3 separate regions of the Mus musculus genome follow, and all the other regions are linked to region 2. Evidence: chromatin contacts called from public HiChIP or PLAC-seq and promoter capture Hi-C data. All regions are on one chromosome and are shown on one strand. The core of a region is the stretch at or near the end of the contact, and the rest is flanking DNA. Distances in the headings are between cores, read along the strand shown.

The links. HiChIP or PLAC-seq counts read pairs in DNA pulled down with a chosen protein or histone mark. Capture Hi-C pulls out chosen DNA fragments and counts their contacts.
Region 1: a promoter capture Hi-C map of liver shows a contact between it and region 2. The contact joins two enhancer-like sites. A contact is called at or near these places in 7 of 484 Hi-C or Micro-C datasets (CD4 T cells, Sertoli cells, Th2 cells and 4 more), 3 of 115 datasets of contacts at active chromatin or transcription factors (bone marrow-derived macrophages and embryonic stem cells) and 2 of 9 other capture datasets (adipose tissue and liver).
Region 3: a contact with region 2 is called in an H3K4me3 HiChIP or PLAC-seq map of bone marrow-derived macrophages, with 4 times the contacts expected there. The contact joins two enhancer-like sites. A contact is called at or near these places in 1 of 115 datasets of contacts at active chromatin or transcription factors (bone marrow-derived macrophages) and 1 of 9 other capture datasets (pancreatic islet).

The regions. Positions count from the first base shown.
Region 1 is chr4:143,117,801-143,122,150 of GRCm38.p6, reverse strand. The region is part of intron 8 of Prdm2 (PR domain containing 2, with ZNF domain); the gene reads left to right. Among named protein-coding and RNA genes, the nearest start is that of Mir7021, 16 kb to the left of the region's middle. Within about 2 kb of position 3,085, at least 73 of the 459 cell types and tissues checked have an H3K27ac peak or open chromatin away from gene starts, as enhancers often do. A contact at or near this core is called in Th2 cells and liver, where this site is marked.
Region 2 is chr4:143,188,405-143,192,485 of GRCm38.p6, reverse strand. The region is part of intron 2 of Prdm2 (PR domain containing 2, with ZNF domain); the gene reads left to right. Among named protein-coding and RNA genes, the nearest start is that of Gm22039, 14 kb to the left of the region's middle. Within about 2 kb of position 1,650, at least 65 of the 459 cell types and tissues checked have an H3K27ac peak or open chromatin away from gene starts, as enhancers often do. A contact at or near this core is called in Th2 cells, bone marrow-derived macrophages and liver, where this site is marked.
Region 3 is chr4:143,287,586-143,292,153 of GRCm38.p6, reverse strand. All of the region lies in intron 1 of Pdpn (podoplanin), which reads left to right. Among named protein-coding and RNA genes, the nearest start is that of Pdpn, 9.7 kb to the left of the region's middle. Within about 2 kb of position 3,098, at least 136 of the 459 cell types and tissues checked have an H3K27ac peak or open chromatin away from gene starts, as enhancers often do. A contact at or near this core is called in bone marrow-derived macrophages, where this site is marked.

The sequences.
Region 1 (4,350 bases), core at 1,836-4,335, 72 kb after region 2:
TAAGCACAAGTGCCTGAGTTCAATCCCCAGACCCTCCTACAGGGAGGCAGAAACAGGTACATTTCAACCCGGTGGGTGGCCTTTCAGTCTAGCCTAACTGGCAAGCTAGAAGCCATTGAGAATTACCTATTTCACAGGACATGGAGAACACTTCTAAGAATGACCCTCAAGTTTGTCTTCTGGCTTTCATGTGTACTTACACATGTTCATACTTGAAAAACATGACAGCTGATCCACAATCTGCAGAGGCTGCATGTGCTGGCAGAACAGCGTAGCACCATTCATTCATTCATTCATTCATTCAGAGACGGGTACATTTGGCTGCTGTCTCCACAGTCCACCTGAAGCCTTACAGGAAAGTTGTGACCTCAGCCAAGCCACCTGAACGTAGGGAGTTGAGCTAGCCACATAGGCTTACAAGGTTTTCCATTATGTTCATCCAAGTTTGGGAGCTGCAAATAGGATCATCTCCTACTTTAGTCCTGACACTTGGCATCTGTGGGTACCCTTTCCAGTATTGCCACCCAGAATACATTGCAGACACTGCTCTTGTGTCTTCTGATTTTTTTTTTTTGTTTGTTTTAAACCCAGAATAAGGAAGCCCCCTGTTGATATCTACGTTGGCTGATTTGCACAGTGCTGTACCCACTTGGCTGAGCTGTGTTTGAACATGTCTCTAAAGCCTTGTTCCACAGCCTAATGTCACTCACCTTAGTGATTTCTCCATCACGCCCATGAGTCAGAATTGCTGTAATAAAGCAACTGGCAGAATCAAAGGGTGATGGCTGCAGATGAAGAAAACTGGTCTCAGTCACTGAGTGTGTCGAATGCTCACTGTTGCCTAAAGTGTTGAAGCACAGGAGCTGGCAAGGTGGGGAGGCCCCAGAAACACTCTGACTTTTTGCTATGACACCAGCTATGGACTGAATGACACAGTTGAGCTCATTTGCCTTTAGTGTCACCCCAGCATACTGTACCCAATGGTTACAGCTTGGTGCCTCTGTAAATCTTGACCACCACTGAGCCAGTGTTTGCTTCCCAGTAGTCATTAATGAAAACATTGTTCCCGAAAGCTAGTGTGATTCAGTTATGTCCTAGTCCAGAGGAGGCAGAGATGGGTAGCTTCTTAGAGCTCCCTGGCCAGATAGCCAAGACTCCTTGGTGACTTCCAGGCCAAGGAGAGATCCTGTCTTTAAAAATAAGGCGAACAACACCTGAGGCTGTCCTCTGTCTTTGACATGCACATGAGCACACAAAACTAAACTATACATTGGTCTTCTTGAGGCTTAGCATAGGTCCCTGAGCAAATCCGTCTCCTTGGAGAACATCCTTCTCTGCCTTCCCGGGTATGCAGTGTTTGAGCCTGGCTCAAGGCTACATCACATAGTGCCAACAAGTTAGATAAATGGGGGAAAGAAGTTGGGTCAGTAATGAGCTGCCTCCTATCCTTTCGAATCTATACTGCTTGAGTTCAACCCTGGTTCTTCAAGCCAGGTGTCTGGGTTTGGGCAAGGTGCTTACCCTGTGTGAAATGCTGGCATACCCATCTCACAGTTCTTGGTGAATAAATCTCCAGGAACAAGGCCCCCAGCATGCCGTTAGCAAGGGCAGGTAAGGGAAGAAATGGAGAGAATGCCATTCTATACCTGCCTACATGTGGCTGCAAGCCTGTGTATTCCCCAAGTTAGAAGCAGCATGTAGCTGGGCCAGGTTGTCTGTCCCCAGCCAGGAGGAGCCTTTCTAGAAGGCCTCCACCCAGTGAGCTGGAGAAGCAGCCCAGGGTGGGACAGGTGACCTGAGGCCACACTGTCTCCTCCAGTTTGTAGAGCAGGTTAAACTGTTGAGGTTGGCGCCAGACAGGGTGAGGACTTTGGGGGAAGGCACAGAAGCGAAGGCGGGACCTGGCCCCCATCCCACGATATCCCTGCTCTTTTGGCAGCTCCATTCTCATTGACTAATGCCATGCGTTCACATGGTAAGCATGCCTTTCCAGTGACAGTGCCAGCCGTGTGTCTGGGACTCACTGCCAGCCAGGAACACCAGGCTTCACGGAGGTGGGGGCAGTAAGGCCTTCGTGAGCTGCACACCTACCTCTGGGCTTGTTCTTAGGATAAACCATCTTCACCACTGACATCACATGAAGCCTACCAATAGCAAACCCCATGAAGGTTGAGCCCTGCTTGGCCCTGGAACTCACCTCTTTTGACATCTTTGGCTAAGCTCATCTTTAAAAGACAGGTCCTAATGATGTTTTCAGCATCTCCAAAGGACGTTGTCACTGACAAGAACAATCCCATGTACCGTCCAGGGAAGAGCATCCCTCTTTAGGTTTTCCACACTGGTTGTCTTAATTTTCTGGCAGTCAGCATTCCTGGCACGTGTATTTATTTCTCTTCTCAGCTTTATTGCAAATGGTGTGTTTTCACTCAACTGGAGGAAAAAAAAGAACCTGGAAGTAGATGTAGAGAGGAGAAAGTCAGGGGGATCATTCCTGTGCTGGCTCAAGCGGTAGCAGGGTTCCTGCAGAGATGATGTCCCTGAAATGTAAGAGGCAGCACTAGGTGGGATGGGGGTGGGGTCTGTGGGAGAGGTCTGAATCTTCAGATGTGTTCACAGAGTTGTTCAAAACAGACACCTTGACCCATGTTCTGGGCAGGACTCTGGCAGTGAGTGAACCCCTCTGGGATGCAAGTGCTTGGAGAATTTGACTCTTGGGAGTAGGGACCTGCATGTTGGAGAGCTCGGATGTGGATTTGTTCCTTATTGTTTAGGATGCGCGTTCTGGGCGCCCCTTTGTGCCCCCAGCAGTGATGGCCCCATAGGTAGGAAATGGACAGATACAAGCTGTCCTTTGGCGTTTTTGCAGTTGGTTGTTTTGGTTCAGCTGGAAGGGAAAGGAGAGTCTATCCAGTTAAGACTCCCGACTCCCAAGCTTCCTTCTGTGTTCCTAGGGCTCCCTACACTCCACCAGCTCTTGCCCTGGTGAAACAGAAGCCAGTGGCAGCTTCCTTACCACACTGCACTGCTGGCCTCTTCCTCTGCTTGCTGGAAGGGAGGCGTCCGCACAGGGATTTCCCCACTGGCAACTTCCTTGGCTGAGGTCCTCAGGCCTGGCTGGCCTGCCAGCCTTCCTGTTAACTGGGTCAAGTGTTAGGAGCTTGCTACACACTAGACATTAAAACGCCAGTAGTGGTGCTCAGACCAAACAGGTTTGACCTAGAAGCCCCAACAGGACAGAGCCCAATAGATAAGACCTTTTAGGTGAGAAAGAGGCCAGGTCCTTGTGGGCCTGTTGGAAAGGAACAGAAACCCTCCTCCATCAAAAGGGTACGGGCGTCTTACAGTGTTAAAGAGGAGACGAAACTAAAAGAGACCCCAAAAGCAGGCGCCTAGGCTGTGCTTGCCGACTGCCCATGTCAACTGCAGCTTGCCCCAGTATCATAAGACTCAGAACCATCCAGGCCCAAGAATTTTTTCTTTCTGCTTTTTTTTTTGAAAAATTTGTGTGTGTGTTTGTGTAGATGTACTCATTTCATGGTGCATTCCACTTCATTTTGAGACAAGATTGCTCTTATTTCCACAACAGTGTCTAGTTGCCTTGCTAGTGAGTCTCCTGTCTCCTCCCCCTGTAGGAGTGCTGGGATTGCAGATATGCACCACTACTTCTGGGGTTTTTGTGTAAATCCCAGCAATCCCATTAAGCTATTCAAGCATTTTAACCTGCTGAGCCATCGGGCCACCCAGGAGGGCCAGCGTTTTTCTGGCCCTCTGGGACCACCTGCCTTTTCTTCCCCACTCCTGCATTATTAGAGGGACTTGTTTACAGCTGCTGGACACCAGCCCCAACCCAGATCAGAAAATATTTGTACATCTGGCTCTACCTACCTGTCCTCAGCTGCAGGTCCTCGCAGCTTCAGCATATCACCCCCAACCCCACCCCCGTCAGTTTCTTCTAAGATTTCTGTTGGTTCTGAGCGTCTGTAGGTCCCACCTACATGGTTACTGTGCTGCCCATCCGTGGACCTCATTTTGAGCAGAAGTACAGAGCTCACCAACTCTTCAAGCCTGCTCTCATGCCCAGTGCTGAGCTATTGGGGGGAGGGGGGAGCCAAGTCCAAATATCTGAGGCTCTGAGCCCTATCTTGGGTGTTTTCTGCATTACCAGGGCATCTGAGTTAGAAAGCCTCTGTTCCCAGCTTCCTCTGAGCCTGGAAAGGGACAACTCAAAGCAGACCAAGCATGCTCCTTGAGGTCTGTCAGCAGATCTAGGGCAGAGGAGCCCCACACTGAAGAACCCTTCATCGCTACTGCTGCTGGGCCTATGTCAGGGGTGCAAATAGGCTTGGGAGC
Region 2 (4,081 bases), core at 401-2,900:
TCGTGAAGTTATTCTTGGTTGGGTGGAATTTTCTCTCCAGGAAATGATTAGCATCTCTCGGTTGCGGCTTAGCAGGTAGCGCTGTCCTATGATGGCTGTGGTCTCTGAGACACTAGCACAGACTCTTTTCTTTCCCATGAATGAGCCAGTTGAGGCACGGGGATGATCTGGGTCGGGTCATGTTGCTTATGAGAATCCTCTAGGAGGGGTGATAGCTCTCAAAGCATGCCCGTGTTGAACACACCCCTCTTCTGTGTGGGCGTGTCCCAAGTTCCCCCTCCAGAGGTAGCTTGTTAGGCTCTCCCTCTGCAGCCATTTCTGGGGCTCCATACACCCCCAGAACATGAGTTCTTTGTTTTTCCTTCTCTCCCCTGTTTGTCACTCAGTACCCACTCACTTGCTGTCTCTCTCCTCCCAAGAGGGAGCATAGTTTGCTATGCAGGTGAGTCCTTGTTCCTCCTCACTGCCGTGCCTAGCTGGCAGTCGGAGTCACCTTTGCCCTCATGTTGTATTTTCTGTTTTTAGGTCATAGCTATCCTTTGTTTCCTCACTACTATTCCACACTAACCCAATACAGTTGCTCCTAGACTTACAATGTGATTACATCCTACTAAACTCAAGGTAAAGCCAACGCAATTACAACTTTTTTCTTTTGTATCTTAGACTATTGTGAATTAGAGATCATCTCTGTGATATTTTCCTGTTTCCTAGGTTATTTAGTGGCACAATGTAAATAGGCTCAAAGTAGCCTAGCTTAGATATGCTACAGTTTAATTCCATTTTGTATCTGTTGAGTTCTTAGCACAGTTGCCAAGCTCTTTGTTAAGTATATATATTCTCCTCTTATAAAAACAACCTATGAAATGCAGGCATTAGAATTCCCACTTTGTGATGGAAGACTTTAGGACCAAGAGATGGTCATTCCAGAGTGAAAAAAGGAGCTTTGCAGTCAGCAGCAGTCAGATGTATAAAGCCTCTCACTGTAGCAGCCCAGGTATACTCAGGTTTGCAGAAGTGGCAAACAGCTGCCCAGCTCAGTGGCTTAACACAGCCCCAGCTTATTCCCTGGTCTTTGCTGCACACTCTGGATTGTCGTGGTGCTGTCCTATTGTAGTTACACAGGAACAAGGGATCGTGGACTTTTGGTATGTGACATTAATTGGCCACACTCACGTTGGCATATGTCATTTAAAATTAATGTGGTGGTGGGGTGTGATCCCATCTGGTAGCAGAGAAAAACCAAAGTATTTGAGGACAGCTATGAGGATTTCCTGGGACTACCTTTATTACTAATTTCCTGAGTTACATAGTTTCCCCCCCTGGAATCTTTTCTGGCAGTATAGGAACTATAGTCACAACAGCTCTCTGTTCTAAGCAGTGGCCTGTGTTACTACTGCCATTAACCAGTAGCAGGGGAGTTTTGCTTTCTGTGCTAGTTTTAAAGACCAGTAAAACAAGGAAAGAAGCTTGTGAGCACCGTTGTAATCCATCTGCAGTTCTCGTAGCTCTGCTGTCCTGGGTGTTTATTTGTTCCCATGCACAGAACCCCTCCCAGCATGTCATGGACACTGCAGAGAACCACGTGGATGAGGCTCTGCAGTCTTGATGCTCAGAAAAGCAGGCAAGGCTGGTTCCAGAGGATAGTGAAAGTGCTGTGAAGCAGCGAGTCCCTGTGAGGAGGAGTGGCAGGGAGGGCTAGAGGAAGTGCTCTGTGTTACACAGCCACTGATCTCAGAACCAAGGTGGGACACAGCCAGAATCCAGGTGCACAACAATACAGGAAAGGAAGTAATGGGCAGACTGAAAGAAACACAGTGTGCAAAGGGCAGGGCCGTGCTTCATTATATTTTATTGCAAATGGGTAAAGTATAGACGTGGATTTGCTTATTTATATTTCTTCTCATGAAAAGCCAGTAAAATTTGCTTATTATGTATGAATATTCGTATATATGTTTGTTTTCTGGGTGTTTATTTATTTATTATTTTTTAATTTTGGCAAAAAGTTTCTCTACATAGCATTGGTTGTCCTAGAACTTACTATATAGACCAGACCAGTCTTGAACTCACAGAGATCCCTCTGCCTCTGCCTCCCAAGTGGTGGGATTAAAGATGTGTACCACCATACCCAGTCCTTATATTTTTAAAAATCAGAGCCATTAATCCATATTGCTTATGTGAAATAGTGAATGCAACCTTCTATAATAGCCATTTTACCAGTAGCAGCTGTCAGCTGGCAGAGAGTGTGAAGAGAGGGGCTGTGGTAGGGAAGGAGAGGCTGGTCCTGAGGCCACATGAAGCCAGGCAAAGAGGTACAAGGTCAGTTTCATGGGCCTTGTTAAAGATCGGAGGAGAGTTTGCTTGAGGGATGGGGGAGTTTGGGACAGTTCTGAGTATAGGAATGTTTGAATTGTGTTAATAAATATTAATTAAAATGATACATTCTGTTCTGTTATACTGATATTCCTGTTCTTTAAGTCTGATGACTTAAAGGTTCATTTTGCTTTAATGATTAATAAATATTTAGGATTATTAATTATGAGGTTAGCTAGATTTTCATGTGTTTGTAAGTTGGCCTTTCTATCTGTAAATAGAAAGTATTTAAAACTCTATCTTAGTTTCATACGTTTAAAAATATTTATTGTAGCCAGGCATGGTGGCGCACGCCTTTAATCCCAGCACTCGGGAGGCAGTGGCAGGTGGATCTCTGAGTTCGAGGCCAGCCTGGTCTACAAAGTGAGTTCCAGGACTGCCAGGGCTATACAGAGAAACCCTGTCTCAAAAAAAAAAAATATTGTTTGTATGTGTGTGCATGTGTCTGTATGTAGATGCCCTGGAGGCCTTGCAGCTGGAGCTACAGATGCTTCCGAGCCTCCTGCTGGGGACGCTGGCGTCCAGAGCCAGCTCCAGCCCGGTTTAGTGTTTGCTGCAAAGAGGTGTTAAATGAACATACTTGGGTTTTCTTTTCCTTTCTTTTTTAATACTATAGACACTGTGTTTATTCCAGTCGTGGTATTTTTACAGTTTGACACTGGTTCATGGTTTCTTTTCCCTCTTCATGTTTTAAGTATTTTCCCATCATTTTAGTTCTTGTTAAGATGTAGGGCTGCTGAACTCTGCCCTCTGGGCTACTGTTTTTCTGCTGTTAGGTAAACTCTTGTTGTTTGCCTTAGCTTGCCATTGTAGTTGTATGTCATTTCTGGTTTTCTCTTTTCTGAGTATCTTGTTAACATTTTACCTCAGCTGTTTATCTCTGAGCTTAAATTTTAAGTTGTTTGATATTAAATGAGACTCCTAGGCCAGTTTTTTTCTAGATTTTTTAACCCCTGAGGTGTGATTTGTGTGCCTCATGGTGTACCCATTTGACACACATCTGCACTCAAGGAGATATGGCCATTTGCTGGCTGTGGGACATTGCAATGTCCCAGGCTTCCCTTGCTGATTAGTCCTTCACAAGAGGCAGCTGCTGACGAACTTGGTGTCTCTACTGTCCTGTTCTCTAGTGTCATAGCTATGCAGTCCCACGGAGTACATCCTGTGTTTATCTTCCCATGACTTGGTCATCCATCCGGGTTGTTGCTGCTTAGTGGCTGCATTTTCTTTGCAGAGGTTTATTTTTTTATTTTTAATTTTTTTATGTTTTAAAGACTGTCTGAGTTTGGCCCACTCCGTTCAAAGGTATGATTCTACCAGGTGGTTAACACTGTGGCGACTTCTTGATTTCATTTTCATTATCTTCTTCCTTTTTTTCTGACCCTAAAAATAGACTGTTTCAGCATATGCTAATTATGGAGCAAAGAAGTGTTTATAATTATAGATACAAATTTAAATTTTCAGATTTAAAAAGACTTCCATAAGGTACTCCTAGTTGTTATGATTTAGATCTCAATAAATATTATCTTAAGAAATTTGTATTCTAATAATGGCACCTAAATCTCCTTTTAAATCTAGTATTCTGCTAGATATATAATAATCTTTATAAACATGGGTGTGATTTTTTTTAATGAAATGATTAGATTATCTGAAAATTGAAAAAAAAACAACTTGGATTGTATTTCTTTAAATAATTGGAAGGCTTTGCTTT
Region 3 (4,568 bases), core at 1,849-4,348, 98 kb before region 2:
AGTCCACTCTGTAGCTAAAGATGCCCTTAGACCCCTGATCGTCCTGCCTTCATCTCCTGCGTGCTTGGATTGTTGGTGTATGCCGCAGCCAGCTGGTTTATGAGGTGCCAGGCATGAAACCTGGAGTGTTTGTTGTACATGCTAAGCAAGCAACTTCCTCTCCCTCTCCTTCTCCCTCTCCCTCTCCCTCTCCCTCTCCCCCTCCCCTTCTCCCTCTCCTTTCCCCCTTCCTCTTTCTCTGTTACCATTTTTACTGAGTAGGAAGGATCTCTAATAGTTCTGACTTATCTTTCCTTTCCCTAATGACCATTGAACTTGAACACCTTCTCAGGCTGGATATCTTGGGCGGGGGGTGGGGGGTGGGGTGGAGTGGGGGGGTTGTTCAAACACTTGGCTGTTTTAAATTGAGATGTCTTCAGGTATTTTTGCTTTTTTGTCAAGTAAGGAATTAAAGTTAGTATCTAACACACACATAGGAGAAAAAGAGAAGCCTGGTGCTGGAGTCATTTTTAAAGGAACTAAGTCAAGTGATTATGAATAGATAAATTGTTTGCACATTGCACATACACCCACCTTAAAATTTGTGAATGCTGAGGCTGGAGAGAGAGGTCCTGAGTTCAATTCCCAGCAAACCACATGGTGGCTCACAACCATCTGTAATAGGATCTGATGCCCTTTCCTGGCATGTCTGAAGACACCTACAGTATATGAATATACATAAAATAAACAAATGATTCTTTAAAAAAATTTTTGAATACTAAGATGTTTCTGTGGACTTCACTTCAATAAAAGAAGCACCTTTTTTATAAATGGGATGTTTTTTAATTGTTGGTTAAAAATCATACTTTAATAATTTTTCATACTGGACAAGTGGTGCTTTTAATCCTAGAACTTGGGAAGAAGAAGCAAGCATTTTCTGTGAGTTCAAAGCCAGCCTGGTCTGGTCTACATAGTGAGTTCCAAGTCAGCCAGGATGATAGAGTAAGATCCAGTCTCAAAAAAAAAAAAACAAACAGCCGGGCATGGTGGCGCACGCCTTTAATCCCAGAACTTGGGAGGCAGAGGCAGGCGGATTTCTGAGTTCGAGGCCAACCTGGTCTACAAAGTGAGTTCCAGGACAGCCAGGGCTATACAGAGAAACCTTGTCTCGAAAAACCAACCAACCAATGAGAGAGAGAGCGAGAGCGAGCGAGAGAGAAAGAGCGAGCTGGACTATTATTGGATAGCTGAGGACATTTTTCCATCTATGAATTGGGCTATCTTGTTATTTTATGTTATAGTGTTCATTAGAGCACACCTCTTTAAGAGCGTGAAGTCTGAGCTGTCTCCTTTTCTGCTCATGCTGTTGGTTGGTATCAGTGTTGGAAGTCACTGCTACCCCGGGGCTGCAAACATCGACTCTTACGGTCTAATGGTTTAATTCTGACAGTCAGGCTTTGATGCCTTTGCAGGGAACTTCTGTGTGAGCCATGAAATAGCGACCCAGCTCCATTCTTTACCATGTGGCTCTCTTCAGTTGTTCTAGAACCTTCTGGGATGAAAAGATAACTCTTCCCCCACTGAATTACCATGGTGCTTTTGCCCTAAATCAGCTGCCCATCAGTATAAAGGTTTATGTCTGAACTCTCTCCACTCTGTTCTGTGGTCTACATGATCTCGCTCATGCAGAAATCTGTAAGTCATTTGTAAAAATGTTTCTCCATTGCTGGAAATTAAAGCACAGGCCAGCCACATGCTCTGTATGTTTTATCATTTCCCTGAGATAGGGCTCTCTCTGTGCTGCATACACTGGCCTTGAATTCCTGGACTTATGAGATGTTCCTTTATCAGGACTGCTGGCGTGTGGCTCAGAAGTAGGCCATTTGTCTGGCAAGGGAGCCCTCGTGTAGAAACATCTGGTTGGACTATAGTCACCATCTGTCAGGATGAAGAGCACCAATTTGGTATTATCCAAACCTTTGGGTGAGAAAGGCAATAAAGAAAGTGTGGGGTGGGTGAGATGGCCGAGCAATTGAGAGCACTTCCTGCTTTTGCAGAGGACAGGGTTCCCACCTGAACTTCTCTGGTTCTGGATCTGATGCCTGACAGCCCCAGGCCCGGGTTACACATAGCCAACATTGAGTGTAGGCAAGCACTCATGTACTCGACATAAGAATAAATCTCCTTTAAAAGAGGGCAGATGCCATGGTCAGGTTTTCACCACGGTGTCCAGATAGGAGAGGAAGGGTTTATTCTGGCTCTTGGTTTGAGAGTGTCCATCACAGGACAGGAGTGCTGTGAGGTAGCTGACTGCATGGACAGTCGGGGAGGAGAGAGAGAGAGAGAGAGAGAGAGAGAGAGATGCTGGTGCCCCTACTTTCTCCTTTGCCATTTTTATTCAGCCTAGATCTGCCACACACAGATGCTGCCAGCCTCATTCAAGGCGCATCTTCTCTCCTGGTCTACACATCTCTATAAACAGACATACCCATAGATATGTCTCCTACTTGACTTTACATCCAGTCAAACAATGACACACACACAATGACACACACATACCCACGTTCATTATCTGTGGAAATCAGGTGGGGTAGGTGAGAGGCAAGGAATGAATTGCTAAGCACCGCAGACACTTGCATCTCTGTGTTAGACTATGAGGTGATAGAAGATACATCTTGTGGGCATGTAGGGGCCAGTGTGCTGAGAGGGTCTGAACGGTGAGCCTAGGGATGGGACTGTGTGCTTGAGTTTCCCACATGCAAGGAGAAAGGGAGAAAGACAGCAAGGGAAGTTCCAAAGAGACCCTACTAGCCAATAGCAGCCTTGAAAAAAAAATTCATCTACCAAGGGCTGAGACGAAGTTCACTCACTCACAGATGGTAGCCTAGCACATACAAGGCCCTGGGTTTGACTCTCCAGCACAAAAAACAAGATTATCCAAAAGCAACATGAAATTCTCCCAAGATGCAGCTTCCAAACCAGGCTGAGGATCAAGGCCAAGGATGGCCGCATTCTTCACATAGCCGAAGGCTTCCCTGTGCTCACAGCTGGGCTGTCTGCACGGCAGGTCAGATCTGAAGGGGCTCATCTTCCACTCTTACGAAATCCCAGCCACTCAGCTGAGGCCCTGAGTAATCAGAGCTCAGACTCTGCTCAGTTCCCGGCAGAAGGCAAGTGCTTTCCACCCCGCTCTGATGTGATACTCCAGGCAGCGCCCCTCAAACATCCTATGAGCTTGTCACTCTTCCCTAGAAGGTGGCTTTTTCCCTAGAAGGTGCCTGCAGCTCCTGCTAGGTTCCAGAAAAAAATTCTTAGGAGGTACGATTCCTGTCCGAAAAACAGAATTCATTTCCCCTTTTACAGGAAAACCGTCTGCTGTTAGTCAAGAGTAAAAAAAAAAAAAAAAAAGGTCTCCCCGAGTTGAGTAATTATGATGAAAGCTGGGCTCAGCTGTTTCTGTCTCACTGCTGAGGAGTTTAGAGTGTGCGGTCCACTGATTCACTTCCTGGAACCCTAAAAAGTGTCACTGTCATTCACCTACTCATTCTGTGTCTTCAGGCGGGGCAGTAAACTCAGCAGAACAGCAGTTTGCTCAAAAGAAAGTTCTAGAACCTCATAGGGAGGAAATAGTGAATGGCCCAGTATGGCTAAGCCCATGGAGATACTTCCTCCTGGCTTTTCTGTAGAGAGAGGGGCTTTCCCCTGGGCAATGGGTGAAGGTTGGGGTGGGTAGCAGCAGTGTCGGGAGATGGACCTCAGCAGCCCAGCTTCAAGCTCCATTAGAAACCATCCGTGGTCAACAGTGTACCCAGCCTTTTCCTTAAAGGGTACAGGCTCAGGGCTGGGGAGTGGCTGTGTTGGTAAAGTGCTTGTCTTGCAGGCATGAGAACCTAAGTTCAGTTCCCAGCACCCACACAAAAAGCCAGGCATGGTGGCAAGTGCTTGCAGTCTCCTGGTCTGGGGGGGCGGGGGGGGGGGGGGAGAAGAAGGAGGATTCCCTGGGTGGAACTCACTAGCCAGCTGCCAACTGGGCGTAATCAGCAAATTCTGGGTCCTAGAGAGACTTCTTCTCAGAAGACAAGGCAGAAGACAGTTTCTATCTAGGAAGTGTGCCTGAGGTTGACCTCTGGCTTCCACATACATGTGCACACACCTGCCCACATGTGCTCACGCATGTGTCTGAACATCCAAGGATGGACGGGGGGGGGGGGCGGGGGGGGGGGGCGTGGAGGAGGGAGAGAGGGGGAGAACCTTCAAGGAGTGAGGCAAGAGTGACCCAGAGACATAGTGGCCTTTGTAAGTGCTAGAGCGATGGCTCAGCGGTTAAGAGCACTGATTGCTCTTCTAGAGGTCCTGAGTTCAATTCCCAGCAACCACATGGTGGCTCACAACCATCTGGAATGGGATCAGATGCCCTCTTCTGGTGTGTCTGAAGACAGCTACAGTGTACTCATGCATGAATAAATCAATCTTTAAGTAGAGTGGGCTTTGCACTCTGATGGATCTGGATTCTGACTGAAGCCACCATTGCCACCTGCTCACTGAGCTGACGGCCCCCTAACTCTCCACCTCACCCTCACTATCCTCCT